Linked DNA regions of Triticum aestivum: regions 1 and 2 are each linked to region 3. The links are chromatin contacts, called in public Hi-C and HiCAR-type maps. All regions are on one chromosome and are shown on one strand. The core of a region is the stretch at or near the end of the contact, and the rest is flanking DNA. Distances in the headings are between cores, read along the strand shown.

The links. A called contact is a pair of places that touch in the nucleus more often than the background predicts. HiCAR-type assays count read pairs that join an accessible place to other places.
Region 1: a contact with region 3 is called in a Hi-C map of leaf, with 2.9 times the contacts expected there. The contact joins the enhancer-like site here to the promoter of LOC123149874 in region 3. A contact is called at or near these places in 4 of 5 Hi-C or Micro-C datasets (leaf and root).
Region 2: a contact with region 3 is called in a HiCAR-type map of leaf, with 4 times the contacts expected there. The contact joins the promoter of LOC123057533 here to the promoter of LOC123149874 in region 3. A contact is called at or near these places in 1 of 5 Hi-C or Micro-C datasets (leaf) and 1 of 1 datasets of contacts at active chromatin or transcription factors (leaf).

What each region holds. Positions count from the first base shown.
Region 1 is chr1A:468,596,547-468,599,246 of IWGSC CS RefSeq v2.1, forward strand. No RefSeq gene overlaps it. Among protein-coding and RNA genes, the nearest start is that of LOC123057533, 16 kb to the right of the region's middle. Within about 2 kb of position 1,320, at least 8 of the 8 cell types and tissues checked have an H3K27ac peak or open chromatin away from gene starts, as enhancers often do. A contact at or near this core is called in leaf and root, where this site is marked.
Region 2 is chr1A:468,612,927-468,615,626 of IWGSC CS RefSeq v2.1, forward strand. It overlaps LOC123057533 (tubby-like F-box protein 8), which reads right to left and starts at 1,436. Exons shown (of 5, transcript XM_044480486.1): 1 at 1,166-1,436; 2 at 9-514. The coding sequence starts at 374.
Region 3 is chr1A:468,830,931-468,833,630 of IWGSC CS RefSeq v2.1, forward strand. It overlaps LOC123149874, which reads left to right and starts at 1,259. Exons shown (of 1, transcript XM_044569681.1): 1 at 1,259-1,860. The coding sequence starts at 1,417. The coding sequence ends at 1,860.

The DNA.
Region 1 (2,700 bases), core at 70-2,569, 230 kb before region 3:
CGCCCCCCCCCCCCCCCCCCCCCCCCCCTCCCTAAGGCGGTAAGGCGTCGCCTTAAAAACATAGGTGCTCAGAGAGAGAGTACCACCATCCAGAAGACCAAAACAAAACCATCACAAAATAGTCAAAATGTTTTTTTAGCACAAAGCCAAAGGTTCACAATTAGGATCAGAAATGGCGTAAGATGTAACATGAGGTTAAACTGGTAAGGAAACAGAAAGAAAAGCAACAAACATGTAAAAGACGTTTGGTCACCAAATCTGTAGCAAAGCATGTCATATTTGCTACGTACAAAGGAGCCAACCTGCATTCAAGAATGGCAAATGATGACACATGACACAAAATAGAGTAAAAGAAACGAAATAAAAAATAAAAATGTACGAAAATGATCCTGAGATAGACTAGTAACATCTGTCAGAGCATGGCTTAGGATCCGGGCTAAGTTGGTGATTCAATGGCATCAATTAATTATCTTACACAATGTGCGGAAGCTGCCTGTTTTACAGTGTGACCATGAAAAAGAGTTGGGTTCAGATGAAAATACCAAGAATTCTGTATCACAACATGGCCCTCAGATTTCAGGTTCGTCATAGGCTAATGCAGCGGGCTCCAAAGCTGGCGCTGGGGCGTGTCTGGGTGAACCGAAAGAGGAGGCGAGGCCATGGCAAAGGTGCGGCGACGAGGAAGAGGAGAAGGAAGCAGAGGTAGACCTCAACAAGGGCAGGGCCATGGGTCAGTGGCAGATCTTCAGCGGAAGCAACGGCTGACCCAGACACATGCCTCAGCGCCCAGAACAGAGAAGCCACGCCGCATTAGCCATTTCAGGGACTCCAACCTTGCAACGCAACGGCCAAGCCAAGGAAAAATCCATGCAGCAAGCAAAAATTACAGTACACTAGAGATGGACCAAACAAGCTATGAAGGTAAATCTACACCGAGATCGACCGGAACAGAGCATCAAACCACCGGAGAGCCGATGGAATCGAAGGGGGGAAGAGACGTAGGGGACGGGGCAATGCGGCGGAGAACTTCCCACCGAAGCGAAGGGGACGATGCCGGCGGCGGGCGAGCAGATCCGGAGACTCCCGGCGGCGGGCGGAGGGCGCGAGGGATGGGGTTTCTCCGCCCAGCGGCGCTGGCACCAAAACCCTCCCCGCTCCAGTCTCCGCCCTTTCTGTGTGCGCCATTTACTCCGTTCTGCTTTTGTTTTTTGTTTTTGAGGGGTCTCCGTTCTGCTTTTTTTTAGGGGTCTCGGTTCTGCTTTCGATGCCTCAAGGCGACTCGGCTCCCGATGGGCCACACGGCTTTGGATGGGCTTTCCTGGCGGGCTGATTGGCCTGCGGTGGGATCCGGAGAGAGTGGTTCTGTGGGCCAGTGGTGGATGCAGACAGCCAGTTTCCTGGGCCGTTACAAAGGCTATTTTCTCGATCAAAAAATGGACCGAACTGGACACCTCTCCACGTGTGGCTTATACATTACTCAAAAAAACGTACGGCTTATAAACCCAGGATATCTTTGTAACTCCTGTAAATTTGAATATCAATCAATAAAGCATGTTTACCCCTCAAAAAAATTTGTCTCGATAAAAAAACCCTTCCTCTCCCTAAAAATGTGGATAGCAGCGTTGACTTTTGTATGAAAAATGAAAGCATTGGTGGCATGGGGAACTCCGAGGGTCGTGTAGTAATCTCTGTGCGCATGTGTACTAAAAGTTGCGTATTGATCTAAGAAAAAACTAAAAGTTGCATATTATCCTCAACGCAACTTTCAGATGAACTATGTACCTTCCGTCACAGGTATGGCGAGTCATTATGGATGGGAGAGATGTTCTCACCCAGGGCCTTATCCAAAGGATCGGCAATGGTGCTACTACCTCAGCTTGCAATATGTAGTGGTTATCAAGGGAGGCGGACTTGTGACCCGTTGTGTCTTTATCAAATGAGCCACCTCGGCTTGTTTGAGAGTTGATAGGTCATACTTTGGCCTCGTGGAACAGAAATTTGATTCGGCAAGGTTTCCATCCAATGGATTTTGATGTTATCTTGAGCATTCCCCTACCCATGTGTAATATGGAAGATTTTTGGTCATGGAATCATGACTCTCGGGTCTCATTCTCAGCCCGGTCTGCTTGTCATATGCTTGTAGCGATGAAAATGTGAAGAGAAGCTTGGTTGGATGGGGAAAGTGACCCTCAAGCTCAGGCTCGAAAGAAAAAGAGAAGGCATGGGCTGCTCTGTGGAAATCACAAGTTCCTTTGAAGGTACGCTTGTTCATTAGGAGGTTAGCTCAACTCTCTCTTCCAACAACTAATGTTTTGCGATACTGAAATATGTCTGCTACTATTAGTGCCACGGTCGGATGCATGCAGGCATTGGGTGATGAGGAGCTTGTTGAGTGCCAAATACGAAATAGATGATTGTTTTTCACTGATAGAATCATTATCGCATGATCAGCCAACTTGTGTTTTTTTTACAATCTGGGTCGTCTGGACGCCGCGCAACAAGACCCTTCATGAAGGGGGTTTCCAGGCTCCGTCATCTACACATGCCTTCATCTCACTGTTCATGGATTATCTTAACATTGCCAAGACACAAAGGATGAAAAAGGTTCATCGACCAAAAACAACCAGCACAAAAAGATGAATCCCTTCCCTAACATGTATTGCCAAGTTAAATTTTGATGGTGTTGCATCTCGAGTCACG
Region 2 (2,700 bases), core at 186-2,685, 220 kb before region 3:
AATTTCACCTGCTTCAGAGAGACGGGGAAGGTGAGCTTTCCGCAAAACTCCGGGCTCGTCACAATCTCCCTGCACATCTCCCTCCACGCCTTGCAAACGGCGGCGCAGGACACCACATGCTTGCGCGACGGCCAGGTGCTCTCGCTTGCCTCCAGCCTCCGGATCACGTCGCTGAGGAGCTCGGGAGGGAGGCTGGCCCAGCGGCTCTCCTGGACTATGAGATCGGCGTCGCGGAGCTCGTGCACCGTGCTCTGGCACTTGCCCCTGTGGTGCCCGGTGAGGCCGGACAGGCCGGAGATGGTCACCTCGAAGCTCCGCCTCGACAGGCTGCCGAAACCGTCCCTGACATCACGAACTATGCTGCGGAACGACATCTGCGCTAGGTAGATGCAGGCTGGAAGCTCGAAGCTTTCTAAACTGTTCCTCTTATTGAGCAGAGGTCACAGATCACGGCACCAGAGCAAGGATTGCTGCTCCGGAGTATGTCTAGATAGAAGCAATCATCAACGTGTACCTGCGGAAGAGAGAGCAAAATAACCTTGGTGAGTATAGCATGAAAGAGACACCCGTCTTGGTGAAAAATTATACTAATTCCGTTGCAGCCCCCTGCTAGGAACAAATCGCCTCATCAAGAGAAAAAGAGTAGTCCACACATCGAAAATGGCCATGGCGGCGCCGGGAAAAAAAAGAACATGATACCCCGGTGGCATGCTGCGACATTTGGAGAAAGAAATCTTCACCCTAGTACAGCTATCCCATGACAAACTTGGAAATATGCCGTTCCATGGTAAAATAAATAAATCAAGAAGGCTCCATTTCACCCCGGATAGAGACAATAAAAAAGAGGATCTCTGAAGAACATATGTAGTGCTAAGAAATCGACAGGTTCCTACGCGAGATCTGAAGTCTTGTGCGGGGACAAGAACGACGACTGTGGCAGTCAAAGCCGAGGCGTTAGGACAGCTGAACGAACTCTTGGCACGGACGAATTTAACGGACGAGAGAACAAAAAGATGCCAAGAACTCGGCATTTACTGCCGCATCCGGACGCACGGTCGCTTGATCCGGACAGTAAACGCCCCGAAAAGCTCGCCCCTGCACAACCGGCGCGTCAATCAATCAAATCAAGGACGGAGGAAGGCCAAGACTCCCCGAAATAACTCACATCAGCGCGGACTCTGGGGGTCTTGAGCGCCGATCCGGAGCTCCCGCGCCCGTGCCGCCGCCTCTGGAGACGAACGAGGTCGATCCGGCTCCAGCCCCAGCTGCCGCGCTCACGCCGTCCCCGCCTGGAGGTTCCTTTCTTGGGCACGCGAAGAGTGTGGGAGAGAGAGGAGAGGAGGTGAGGTGGGTGTGAAGAGGGAGGGAGGGAGACCCGGAGCGAGCGAGCGGAGGGGAATGGGGAAAGGCGCAGAGACACACACACACGAGGCGGGTGCCGCGGCTGTTGTTTATCGTCTCCCGTCCGCGCTCGCTCGCTCCGGTCCACGGGGCGGGGGGTGGCGTTCGGTTGACCGTTCCGTTGCGTTCCGTCTCCTGTCCTCCTGCCGTGTGGGTGTGTGTGCGTGCCGACTTGCGCGCGGGGCGTGACGGCGTCAGCCTCGCTCCTGCCGCTCCATTTTCTTCTTGGTTCCTGACGTCTCCCGAGTCCGCTGGCGCCTGCGTCGCTCGCTACCTGCGCGCATTTCGCTGGCTCGCTGCCGCGGCAGGGAAAGCGGGTCGCTTTTGGTGGGCTTTGGCCGAGCTTTCTGCTTTCGCCCGCGTGCACGGCTGCCCGTGGGCGCGGGGGCTCCTGGCGCTGGCGACCGCACGCTGACGTGCTGCCGATTGGGTTAACACGGTTGTTTTAACAAATCAATCAGGGATCAGGGCGAGTGAATAGACCAGTCTACACTCTGGAAGATGTACTACTATACTATCTGTACGATGTATGATGTACGACGTGTTAGGGCATCTTCAACACCAACCCTCAAATCAACCGTACGAGTTGTGCCATCCAAGAAAGTCTTGTATCGGTCCGCCGAGCGGTTCGGATCACGTTTTCCCGACAAAACTGGTACCAAACGTGGGGTTTTGCGGAAGTCCGAGTAGCAGACACGTAGGACCCCGACACCCTGGCCCACCCAAAAGGCAGGCGGAGCCCGCGCTTTTTGTAGTTGTCTGCCCTGTTTCCGCGGCAAAAACCCCAATCTCATCTTCCATACAGCCGCTCTCCACGCAACTCCCGCCCTTTTCTCCCACTCTATTCTTCCCTTCGGCCACCGTCGCCGCATGGAATCGGAGAAGAGCCTGCCGGAGACAGAGGGCGGGTGGAGGTGCTAGAGGATCCGAATGACGGCGTAAAATACCGTCAGATCCCTCTGTAGGGTTCATGACGAGGTCGAAAGTACCGGGACGGAGCCCGCACGCACAGTTTATCCCAGGGTCGGGCCTCCGTAGAGTAATACCCTACATCCCGCTTCTTCTTGTTATTCATGGTGGAGGGATACCTCGTGCGAGATATTACAATGGTCTGACCATACACCTGTCTTACACCTCATAACCCATTTTGTACTCACGCGGACATGACGCACTCTGGAATGTTACGTGTTATAGATGGTAACAACACTAGGAAGAGCACCTTTTTTAATTTGATATTTACTGTGAGAAATCATCCTAATAATTGACTACTGAGCAATCAAAGGGTGCAAACAACAAAAG
Region 3 (2,700 bases), core at 9-2,508:
CACCATATACCTATTTTGTTTCACAAACATTGATATACTTTTGCACATACTCGGTCAAATTTTAAAATAGTTTGACCCTCCAACAAAGTTGGAAGTACACTCTTTAAAAGACGGAGGGAGTAGTCAGCTTGCTGAACACATCCAGGGAGAAACTCGGCTGGCATGCATGTTAGAAAACATGTTTAGTTTTGTTAAACTTGATCTCAAACCATGTTTAGTGTGCAAATAGAAAGCCATGCAACTAAACTTAACGACTTGTGTTTAGTTGCACGAACTAGAAAATAGTAGGCTTCTGTCCATGGTTGGTTTTTTTTACTTTGCAGACATGACACTCATGGGGGTGGTGTGATGTTGATAATGGGGTGATGTGGCAGATCTACTACTTTCTTGAAGCAACTTCTCCATGGTTTTGCTGATAGATCCATGGAGAAGGGGGTTTACAGATGAAGTACAAGAAGGGCGAGAACTGAAGAGGGGCAGAGGGGAATTACTTGCCTGATGTTGCTGCCTGGTAGGACTCTGAGCACCCCGCCCTTAGATCAATTTTTTGCAGTAATTTCTTCTACTTTTGGGCTGCAATGGCGACTGTACAGAGGAGGAAGAAGGGCCTTAGATCCCCTTCTTTCGTGGAGAAGAAGAAGGCAACGTGGGAGAGGCTGGGGCGTGGGGGCGAACGGTCGTGGGAGGGGCTGGGACGCCGGGGATAGTTGGCCACGTGGGGAGCGCTTTTTCTGTTCGGGATTGGACGCTCCATCGGCTCGGTTTGGTGGCTGCCTGTCCCTTCCTTTTCTGTATCGAAGGAGGACAGGGCTTACCTTTTTAGGCTGGCCACTCGATCGCACTAGTGGGCAGCCGACCGCCCACTAGACGCGTCCATAAATGAAGCCATATATGACGCTACTAGTATGTTAGAGCAACTCCAATCGGGTGACCAATTTTGTTCGTTTGGGTCATCCGGACATAAAACTTGGTCCAACTGGCGACCCAAATGGACACAGCGTCTGCCTACCGTTCGTTTTGTGTCCGCTCGGACCCATATCTGGTCCAAATTTGCGTCACACTTGGGTCCGCGGCAAACACAAAGCAGACGTTTTCTTTGCTTTCCCCGTCCGTCTCCGTCCGCTGCATGCGAGCACTGGCCCATCTGTCATCGAGGGGCCACCCACCCATCCCACCTCCGTCTCTCTCCTACTTTTCTATCTTTCTCCCATCCACCCCATAGCGCCAGGCCGCCGGCCACTTCGTTCTCCGTCGTGAGCTAGCAGGGAGCAGGGGCCGGGGCAGCGCCGGAGAAGCACCAGAGCCGGGGCAACGCCGGTGAAGCGCCGGAGCCGACGGGAAGCGTCCGCTTCGTGGGCGTCCACGGCGTCCTCCGGCGGGAGCGGGAGCACGTGCGCGCTGTCGACGAAGGCGGCCATGGCGGCCGCTTCGGGCACAGAGGAGATGCGGGCACTCATGAAGCAGCGCCGGGCCAAGCGGATGCTCTCGAAGACCTCACCGCGCAGGCTCGCGCTGCCCTGCCAAGCTCGCGATGCTGCTGTCGCATGCATGCATGTGATGTCTACACGTTGGCCGGGTGCTTGCTATTTTGCTTACTGGATTGCAGTCTCGCACGAACGCGCACCAGTAGAAGAAACATGGGAGCACATAGATGCAATTCTTCCGCTGCTGCGTCCGGTCGCCCCCGGCCTTGCCTCGCCGCAGCTTCGCCTCGCCGCGCCGCGGCTGGCCGGCACTTGCGGCACCCACGCCGCCGCCACTGCGCTCTTGTCTGGCGACGAGCCACAAGCAGCACCCGTGCACGGGCGGCGAGCGCACAACCTAGAGCACGGGCGGGGGCGTGACCAAGCTGCAGGCGGGCGTGGGGGACACGGTGAGCTGCGGGGCGGGGTGGGGCGCGTGCGGCCGGCGCGGCGAGCTGCTACTGGGAGCTTGCGGGACGCGGGCAGGCGGACGGACGACCCAAACGGACGAAAAACGGACAAAATCGACATTCGTTTGGGTCACTGCATTGAAGTTGCTCTTACTTTACACTATGAAGGTAGTAAGTTAGACTAGTGTTATATGCATGACACTAGTACTATGATCAGCCTACTAGTATCCCAATGGGGTCAGGGTACCACCATCCTTAATCAATGTAACGCGGAGTGGTGGAGACTGGTTTGCAGTAACACATCGTACGTCTCTCAACCCTACCACTAAACGATCGAGCTCTTATTCAGCTACTAGCTCCTGTATGCAAGGGCTTCTTGTGGTTAGACTAGGGCTTCTTGTGGTTCTTTGTTGATGGTGGAACGAGCTGCTCGGCGGAGCTTGCTCCTGAGGTGTTGGTTACCAGGGTTTTCGGTTTGGTCTCTGTGCCAACCTTTCCCTCTGTTTTCTTCGTTCTTTCTCTAGTTTTTGGCTCTCCTCCTGGGCGCCGTCTTCTGTAATTTTCCTTTGCACTTTGTGTGCGCCTTCATGTATTTGTACTGACTGCCAAGTCACTCTTCGAGTTGGAATATAACAAGCGGTGGGGTTTGACCCCCCCCGTCAATCTTGAAAAAAAAAATATGGGACGGAGCTTTCAGTCGGACGAGTGGTTGCGTGAAAGTGGCAACTTGGTGTGATACGCACCATGGCGTAGGTTTGATGTGAAGTCGCGCTGCTCGGATCGAGCCACCGGCATGGGAGGAGAGGAGAGACCCAGTCGTGACGGTG